3 separate regions of the Mus musculus genome follow, and all the other regions are linked to region 3. The links are chromatin contacts, called in public HiChIP or PLAC-seq maps. All regions are on one chromosome and are shown on one strand. Each heading gives the region's core, a stretch centred on a gene start, on an enhancer-like site or on the middle of the called end of the contact. The rest is flanking DNA. Distances are from core to core; before and after follow the strand shown.

The links. HiChIP or PLAC-seq counts read pairs in DNA pulled down with a chosen protein or histone mark.
Region 1: a contact with region 3 is called in an H3K27ac HiChIP or PLAC-seq map of the NIH/3T3 cell line, with 10 times the contacts expected there. The contact joins the enhancer-like site here to the promoter of Zc2hc1a in region 3. A contact is called at or near these places in 6 of 39 promoter capture datasets (the 3T3-L1 cell line, embryonic stem cells, liver and 1 more), 2 of 115 datasets of contacts at active chromatin or transcription factors (the NIH/3T3 cell line and astrocytes) and 1 of 9 other capture datasets (embryonic stem cells).
Region 2: an H3K27ac HiChIP or PLAC-seq map of embryonic fibroblasts shows a contact between it and region 3, with 10 times the contacts expected there. The contact joins the enhancer-like site here to the promoter of Zc2hc1a in region 3. A contact is called at or near these places in 4 of 39 promoter capture datasets (the 3T3-L1 cell line, embryonic stem cells and liver), 5 of 115 datasets of contacts at active chromatin or transcription factors (the NIH/3T3 cell line, astrocytes, embryonic fibroblasts and 2 more) and 1 of 9 other capture datasets (embryonic stem cells).

The regions. Positions count from the first base shown.
Region 1 is chr3:8,268,882-8,271,581 of GRCm38.p6, reverse strand. No RefSeq gene overlaps it. Among named protein-coding and RNA genes, the nearest start is that of Gm24614, 160 kb to the left of the region's middle. Within about 2 kb of position 1,406, at least 29 of the 459 cell types and tissues checked have an H3K27ac peak or open chromatin away from gene starts, as enhancers often do. A contact at or near this core is called in the NIH/3T3 cell line and astrocytes, where this site is marked.
Region 2 is chr3:8,291,856-8,294,555 of GRCm38.p6, reverse strand. No RefSeq gene overlaps it. Among named protein-coding and RNA genes, the nearest start is that of Gm24614, 140 kb to the left of the region's middle. Within about 2 kb of position 1,330, at least 17 of the 459 cell types and tissues checked have an H3K27ac peak or open chromatin away from gene starts, as enhancers often do. A contact at or near this core is called in embryonic fibroblasts, where this site is marked.
Region 3 is chr3:7,502,078-7,504,777 of GRCm38.p6, reverse strand. Zc2hc1a (zinc finger, C2HC-type containing 1A) reads right to left here and starts at 1,352. Exons shown (of 9, transcript NM_173181.3): 1 at 1,251-1,352. The coding sequence starts at 1,266.

The DNA.
Region 1 (2,700 bases), core at 157-2,656, 770 kb before region 3:
TCCTCTTCTTCTTCTTTCTTGTGTTTCGAGACAGGGTTTTTCTGTGTAGCCCTGGCTGTCCTGGAACTCACTCTGTAGACCAGGCTGGCCTCAAACTCAGAAATCTGCCTGCCTCTGCCTCCCAAGTGCTGGGATTAAAGGCATGTGCCACCATGCCCAGCTGCATAGTTCTTCTTAAAGGGTGCATAACAGCATACTCCTATTTTAAACTAGATTTCAGGTATTTTCAAGAAGGTATTGCAATCAGTAAAATGAGTTACTGCCGGAATATGCTGACTTTCCCCTTGAAGCGTTTTGCTCTGTCATGCTTTGCCCTTTGTTGCTCTTATTTGTGTTTTATGAGCAATTGGGGTTGTTATGTTTTTCCATCCAGGGGTTGGGTTTTAAATTGTATGTCTTTTCCAGATGAAAACAAGAATATACACCAGAGTTAATCTCGTGGGGGTGATTCAGAAAGAAAACATACTGGGGATCCAATAAAAGCTGTCCAAATGAAAACCATGTTACCATGGCTTCAATTTTAGACTTTTCTCTTTGTACTATCTTCAGGGAGTGGTCGCTTTGGCTGGCCTCACTCTTGCTCTAGTTGACTGCTACCTTGACAAAGGGTGTTTAGGGAATTATAATTTTGTAAGCAGTAAGAGTCTTTAAAGGAGATTGATTAAGCATTTCTTTTCCTTTTTCTCTGCTAAAGCCTCCCCTCCAGGAGAGTGCTCAGAAATGGAATATTACTGAGGCTGCCAGTGGCTTCCATTAACTGGGCTACCCCCCCCCCCAAGGTTTGCTAATGAGGCTAGGAGGTGTTTGCTGACACTGTTGATGATTTGAAAGCTTGCTTTAAAGATTTCTTGGCATTGATTGTGGCTACTTTCCTCATGCTCTGCTGGAACTATGCTGTACCTTATTTTTCATTTGGAGATTTTCTTTTGTAAGTTTTTCTGTTTACTTGACATTTTGTTGTTGCTAGTCATTCTGCTTTGGCAGGCAGCTGGGGTCAATTAGCTTTGCTGCATTTTATTTGGGGGAAGATTATTTATAGGTCTTTATATTGAATTAAACTCCTCCCTTTCCTAGGATATTGTGGGTAAATACCCAAGATGCTGTAGTGGTTGCTAAGTTACTCTTTCAGAAGGAACAACACGGTCTTGGATCACATCTAAGAGCATCTTATAATGGCAATGCAATGCCCTCCTTTTATTCAGGGGTTAGGCTACTGTTATTTATAAATATTTTGTACTGTTGGATACAGCTTAGTGTTTGTCATATGAACTCATTCTTGTATCAAGCACTAATTGACTCCCAAAATGGAAGTGGGTTTTCCCTTTGTGGTTACTTTGTATGTTTATAATTCAGCCATACTTGGTGGATATCTCACATCTTTTAAGCTTACACAACATCTGAGTCACCTAAGGCTTTGTCCAGCACTATAACAGAAGGATCACAACAGGGAGGATACTCCTCTGGTCTCCTATACATACATGTCACCAGGGATCACAACCTTCCTGTCAGTTAGCAGGCTATGTCACCCTGTACAGGTCACATGAGCTTCTGTTTCCCTTAAAGTGTACACCATAGACTCTCATGTTTCTCAGCAATAAGTTAATATTTATTTTCCCAGGCATGCACAAGCTTGTACTCTGAAGTGCTGCATGTATGTAGAAATTAACAAATACTGAGTGATGACTGACCTTTCACTCGCTGTTGCTCTCTGCACATAGTAGATGGAAAATGATTATAATATAGCAGTTTGTACACCCAATCAGATGATTGCATGGGTTTGTTCACAGGGTCACTTTTTAGTCAGTTTTGGACCCCCTTTTACATTATTAAATGATGTCTGAAGAAAGGCATCAGATATTACCTACCTACTTCTGTTTGCTGATCCATGTGTCCTGCCAGTTCCAGTGCCTACTGTGGCAGGGACTCAGTCAGAAGAGGGCCAACACTACAGACTTGTTTAATTTCTGCAATTAAAAGAGATATTTAGTGGTTAAAATGATACATGTGACATGACAACAAGGGACTGATATTGGGAGACCAAAAAGCACACCAGGAAGAATGAGGCAGGGGGACAGTGAGGGTGTGATGGGGAAGGACTAGCCAGAGCAGAGTGTGTATGGAAACACCATAATGAAAGCCATCATGTTTAACAAGAATTTGAAAGAATTAATTTTAAAAAGAGTAATTCTTTTTTTTTTTCAGAAGTAAAGGAGTATGAAAGAAGATATCCTGTGTGATTGGGTAATTGTCAAGGCAAGACCCACCTGTCTGCTAAAACACCTTATTGTGGTCTTTTAGATCTGTCACTTCAGTGATTTTTATCATTATAGGTTACCAAAACCTGACAAAAATCTGTTCAAATGAGAAAGGGTTTATTTTAGCTTACAGCATGTGGTAGTTTAGTCTTACTACCAGGACAGAGACCATGGTAGTGAGAGATGCCACTGCAGCAGGCTGGTGTTGCTGAACACCTCACATCTACATCTAGATGGAACAGGAAACAGAGAAAGGAAGATGGCAGTGACTAGCTGGCTTTCCTTTTCTCTTTTTATTCAGGCTAGGACTACATCCCAGAGAGTAGTTAACACCCATAGATGGGGCAGATGATTCCTCCTCTTTTAATTCTGTCTGGAAACTACACCTTAAGTTTTCCTTCACTTGATCTGACCAGTAGTTAAAATACCCATCATACGAGTTAGT
Region 2 (2,700 bases), core at 81-2,580, 790 kb before region 3:
ATGGTTTAGATATGGCTTGAGTATGTCAGGAAATGTGTTTGCTAGCATGGCGCATTGAGGCAGAGGAATCTTTAAAAGTTAGATTGTAGCATAAATCATTGGAGCCATAACTCTCAGTGGAGATTAATGTAGTTGTCATAGGACTGAGTTAGTTCTAAGGATTGTTGAATGGGATCCTGTTCAATCAACCTCCTGGATCTCACATCTGTGCATAGCTTTCTATTTCTGTTCTCATCTTTCTGCTCTGGTGAGACTCAGCCCGTGCCCTAGGACTAGTACCATGCTACCTGAACTGTCTCACACCAGAGTTCTGAGTCTATTGAACTGCATTGCTTTAGGAAGTATGAAACCTCAAGTTCATTACAGCAGCAGAAATTGCACTAAGTGGCTGCAATGACTATTCTTGTTGTCAACTTGAGTTAATCTGGAATTAAGTAAAACCCAAGTGGCTGAGTACACCAAGGGAATTTTTTTCTTAGTTAAATTATTTGACATGGGAAGACCCACCTTTAATCCAGATCTTTTGAGGTGGGAAGACCTACTTTTAATTCGGACCACATCTTCAGGTGGTAGCCTATATAAAGGATATGGAAGAAAAAGCTTATGCTCATTGCCCTTTTGTCTTCAATCTCAGTGGCGAGTCACTAGCATTAGAATACACTTCTGGATTCTAGAATATACTGAAGAACAGCTGAGATATCCATTCTTGTGGTCTGAACACCTACTGTATTCTTTCACTTTCCATTGGTACATGGCCCTTATTGGACTAGCTAGACCACACATGTAAGCCACTCCAATAAACCTCTTTTCTTCACATCCACATAGATTTATTCTATTAGTTTTTATGTTCCTTCAGAGCACCTTGACTCCTACAGTGGTTTAATCACATAGGTATTATAATATCTACCACATTTCTGTTTGTTTGTATGACTAAATGTATTTGCTGTACATAGAATTACTCTTTGGAAGACAGAACATCAGAATATAAGAACTAGTCCTTTGGAGTTGGGCTTGGTTTAATTTCTGCAGAGTCTTTATAACCACATAAACTTGGACAATCTACTTAATTAAATTTCTGCAAAATGTCAATAGGACTTGTGTTTACTTTCTATGATCAGGGAATTTGGTGGAATAGAAGAGTAAATGTTTTCCAGAGGAACAGAACCAGTAGGAGACATATCCAAAAGTCTACATTTCTGACCCTAAAGGGATTTATTATCCGGAACTGGAGGCTGCTATCCTTAAATATCTATGGGATGAGTCAGCAGGCTGCAGAGCCAGGGAAGCTAAGGATATAGTTTCACCCATTTCTGAGAGGCTAAGAACCAGGGATGCTTCATGAGATTCCTGGATCAAAGCCCAGAAAGCACAAAAGTGTCACTTCAAGCCCTTGTGCATTTAAGAAAGAAAAAGATTCATCCTTAACTGAAGAGAGTTAGACTTTTTGTTTAATTTAGGTTTTTAAGTGATTGAATGAGATCCACCTACATTTTGGAGAATGATCTGCTTTTCTTGGTCCACCAACTACATGTTAGTTCAAAAATACCCTTGTAGGAACACTTAGGACACTGTTGTATTTCTGTTTTAATTGATGGGGCTGTAGTACTTTATTTTTCAATACTGTACTAAGGATCATGTATTTTTAAAAATCATCTGCTTAGCCACTCTTATGTGAATTCCCTTGATTGATCTCAGAAAATCAGCAGCCTTAAACAACTACTCTTTTTTTTTTTTTTTGTACAAAAAGTAGTAAGCTCTAACATATTCCGTCAATGAGATGAATACCTAATCAAAGAACACGTGAAGCCAGGCTTTTAGCATCCTGGAGTACATCATGCCACTGAAACTATCACATGCACAAACATAATCAATCTGGCTCCATGGAAAAGTTAGTGTAATCCTCCCAAGATGTCTTCTTTAGAGTTAGCTGTTGTTTGATGTTTCTTGGGGACTTTGTAAGTATTTTTTCTATGCTGAAATTGCTTTCTGTATGTATCAAATGAGTCTGTTCTTGAAGTGTGACATAATCTACTCCAGTAAACAAGTAGGTCTTGAAAGATGTTGGGATGGTCTTACCAGTCATGATATCTATTGCTTGTTTTCAACCTATGAATCTTTTTAAGTGAAAAGTCAAGATGAAAAATGAGTGCTCTGTAGAGTTCTCTCAAGCTGTGGTGCCATATATCACCAACAGCGAGAGGGGAGCAGCAGTGCAGTTGCCTAGATAGCACTTCTCATAGTTCTGCTCTCTGAGCCAGACATTTCATCTCAGGCAGAAGAAACATTCCACCACAGAAAATCTTGCACTCTTTAAATAGCATTCCACGTATTTCAAGCATTGTTGGGTAAATTAATAATCTTAAGCTTAAGGAGGTAACTCTCCTTCTAAGGCGTTGTTAGTCTTGAGGGGCTACCAAGAATACATATAGTGAGATGCATCAAAGGACAGTGTAAAAAATGCCTGTAGAGATAAAGAGGAATTGGGGGAAAATGGAGTGAAAGCCCAGGGGCAGAGGAGAAGAAGTACAGGAAACACAAGTAATGGCTTGGACCTGGAACAGAATGAGGCTATTGGATATTTATAGGTAGTAGTTAGGAATGAGGTATAAAGACAGTGTGATCCTTCCTTTAGTGGGCTATGGTTATAAATGCATGACTTGGGGAAACCAACTCAGAACGTGGTAGAGAGCATGGATTTGG
Region 3 (2,700 bases), core at 103-2,602:
CCTATACTAGTATAGTTGTAAATCACTAAAATGAGTTGCCTGTAGGGGTATCCAAAAATAGGAGATTTTTGAAAGGTATGCTGTCATTACAATTTCTCATTTCATGTTAATTTGAGTGGTACACCAAGCAAGACCTTCACAGCTAATCTGCAGCATAAATGATCTATTAGAATTCTTTATCACCTTCAAGATGTTTGGAGAAAGCTTAACTGCAAAATATCATTGTGAAATAAAATTCATAATCATATTATTATATTTTCTTTCTGGTACACTTAAATCACTGGGGAAGAGTTATCAGTTACCACTGTTAACTTCGTAACATGTCCTGAAATATTTGACTATCTATAATACAAGAAAATGAAGGGATCAAGTCCCCTATTCATTCCAAGTACAGTAAGTGGTGAAACAATTTTAAGAGAGAAAAAAAAACTATTTTAAGGCAGCAGGATCCAAATTTTCTGAAAGCTTGTATATCAGAAAGATCCCTAGTCTTTTTAAATCCTGAAACTGTTGTCACCACTGTTAAGATTTTTTTTTTCTTCCTTCCTTTGTTTTTTAAGTGAAATGTTGTCCTAGCGCGGGATTAAAATGGATGAAGAAAGGGAAAGAACTGGGAACAAAACAAAATCTGAAGCCATGGCTAAGGCACCAGGATAAAGTGAAGATAAGGAAGCAAAGCTGGCTTTTCCCTAGACCGTCCTCGTGAATAAACCATTAATGTTGAAGCTATTGTCCCTGCTGTAGAGCTCGCCAGGGACACTTCCTTGGGAGATGCTCCGGCATCTCTCCGAGCAAGGTGCGGTAGAAATGGAAGGAATGGACCTACGACTGTCCAAGGTGTGTGTCCAGAGCTCGCTGGAGGCAGGGCAGGTCCTGAGGGGTCAGCAAGAGCTGGCGACCCGGGCGTCGCGAACCTTAACCAAGAATACACTTTGCAAAGATAAGACTCGACCAGAGACACCTAGTGCCCACAGGAAACTCAGGGGTCCAGAAAGGACCCGACATGGTAGTTAGGCCTTGCAGAAGTGAGGACGCGGGGGCTCCAACCCCGCGGTGAAGTCGAGCACCGTGCCCGGCGGGCAGCCCGCGGCCACCGCTCCCGTAAGGGGCCGCCAGCTCCGCCCCGGGTGTCGGCGAGCGCGGGGACCTCGCTGCAGAGCCGGCCGGCCGGCCGCACTTGCCCCCAGACTCCAGGCCCCGGTCGCTCGGGCCCGCTGGAGCCCCGCGGTCGCATCCCCCTCGCGTCTCACCTTCCAGTCCGTCCATGACGCGCCGCCTCAGGCTCCGCAGGCAGCACCCGCCGCCGCCCAGTTCCTGCTGTAGCAACACGGCCGCACCTCCCACACTCTAACATCCCGGCCTCCTATTGGTCCGCGCGGGTGGGGGCGGGGTGACAGGGGCGGAGCTACTAAGGGCGGGGCTGCGCCTTCTGCCACCTCCCGAGGGACTCTCCTTCCACCAAGGTTTTTCCAACCACCCTCCCTGGAAACCGCAGCTACTTTTGTTGGCAATCCGAGATCCTTACACGCCTTTGTTCCACTTCAGCCACATTTAGGCTCACACCTTGTTTTCCAGCTTAGAATGCCTCCGCATCTCGGAGCTCCTCATCTCCAGTCAGTAAGAGAATGTCTTTTTAACAGGTCCCTCTGAGCTCTTGTAACAAGATAAGGGGGCCTTGGTCCAGCACCATCCCGTGTTCACTGCCCTTTTAAATCAAGCAACATCCTCTAGCCTTGTTCTTCAGACACAGCTCTATGGGCTAAGACATTGTTTCCTAGGTAAGTCATATTTTCTGTATGGGACTGTGGAACTGAGATTGCGCCAAACTTCTGAAACAGTTTTCTAACTATAAAAAGTTAGGCCCGAAATTAGAAATGAAACTTCCCCGTTGCACAATCTTTCCCTGGCCAGCACTATGCTTGCCCTCAACTGCAGTTCTGCATCTCATCAAGGCTGTACTGTACTGAGCGCTTTAAACTGGGAAGCTAACCTATCAAGGCACAAAGGTGTCTTTCTGTCAGAGTCAAAATGGAATCCAACCACTCAAACGGTTTTGCTTCACAGTCTAACACATTTTACCCTTACTAAAACTCTTCGAAAATTTTACTTAGCAAGAATAAACCAATCATATTGTTTACTGATTCTGGGGTGTCCATTACTAAGTTATCAATATATTTTGTTCGTAACAAGTCTTACACTGTTTTCTTGTTGAGCAGTTTAATTCAAAAGTTGTCTTAATTCTGTATACACTTAAATATGTCAGTAACTCTCTGATTTTGTTTAAACAAGCAAACGCCAAGAGGTCTTATCTGTGAGAAGACGCTCACAGTGGGTGTGAAGACCGTAGAGTCCGAGTCTGGTACAGAATAGTATAAGAAACTTCCATTCTGCAATTATCTCATGAGTCCTTTCCTTGTTCTGCTCTGGGCTTCCCTGACTTCTGAGTTTCTGGGACCTCCATGCAGGCAACCAACCTAGTTACCCTATATTGGTGTAGAGAGCCCCGCCACCACCAGTCCCCTGGCCATGCTTCTAAGACAAAATCAGATGAGGTTGAGGACAGCTTTCATAAGAATGCCCAAAAAAATAAAAAGAACACAAAAAGAATTATCAAAATAAAGAAGACATTTACTTTGCATATTGCAAGTTTAGACAAATATTAGGATGATGGACACAAGCCTTATTAGCCATAAAATCTAC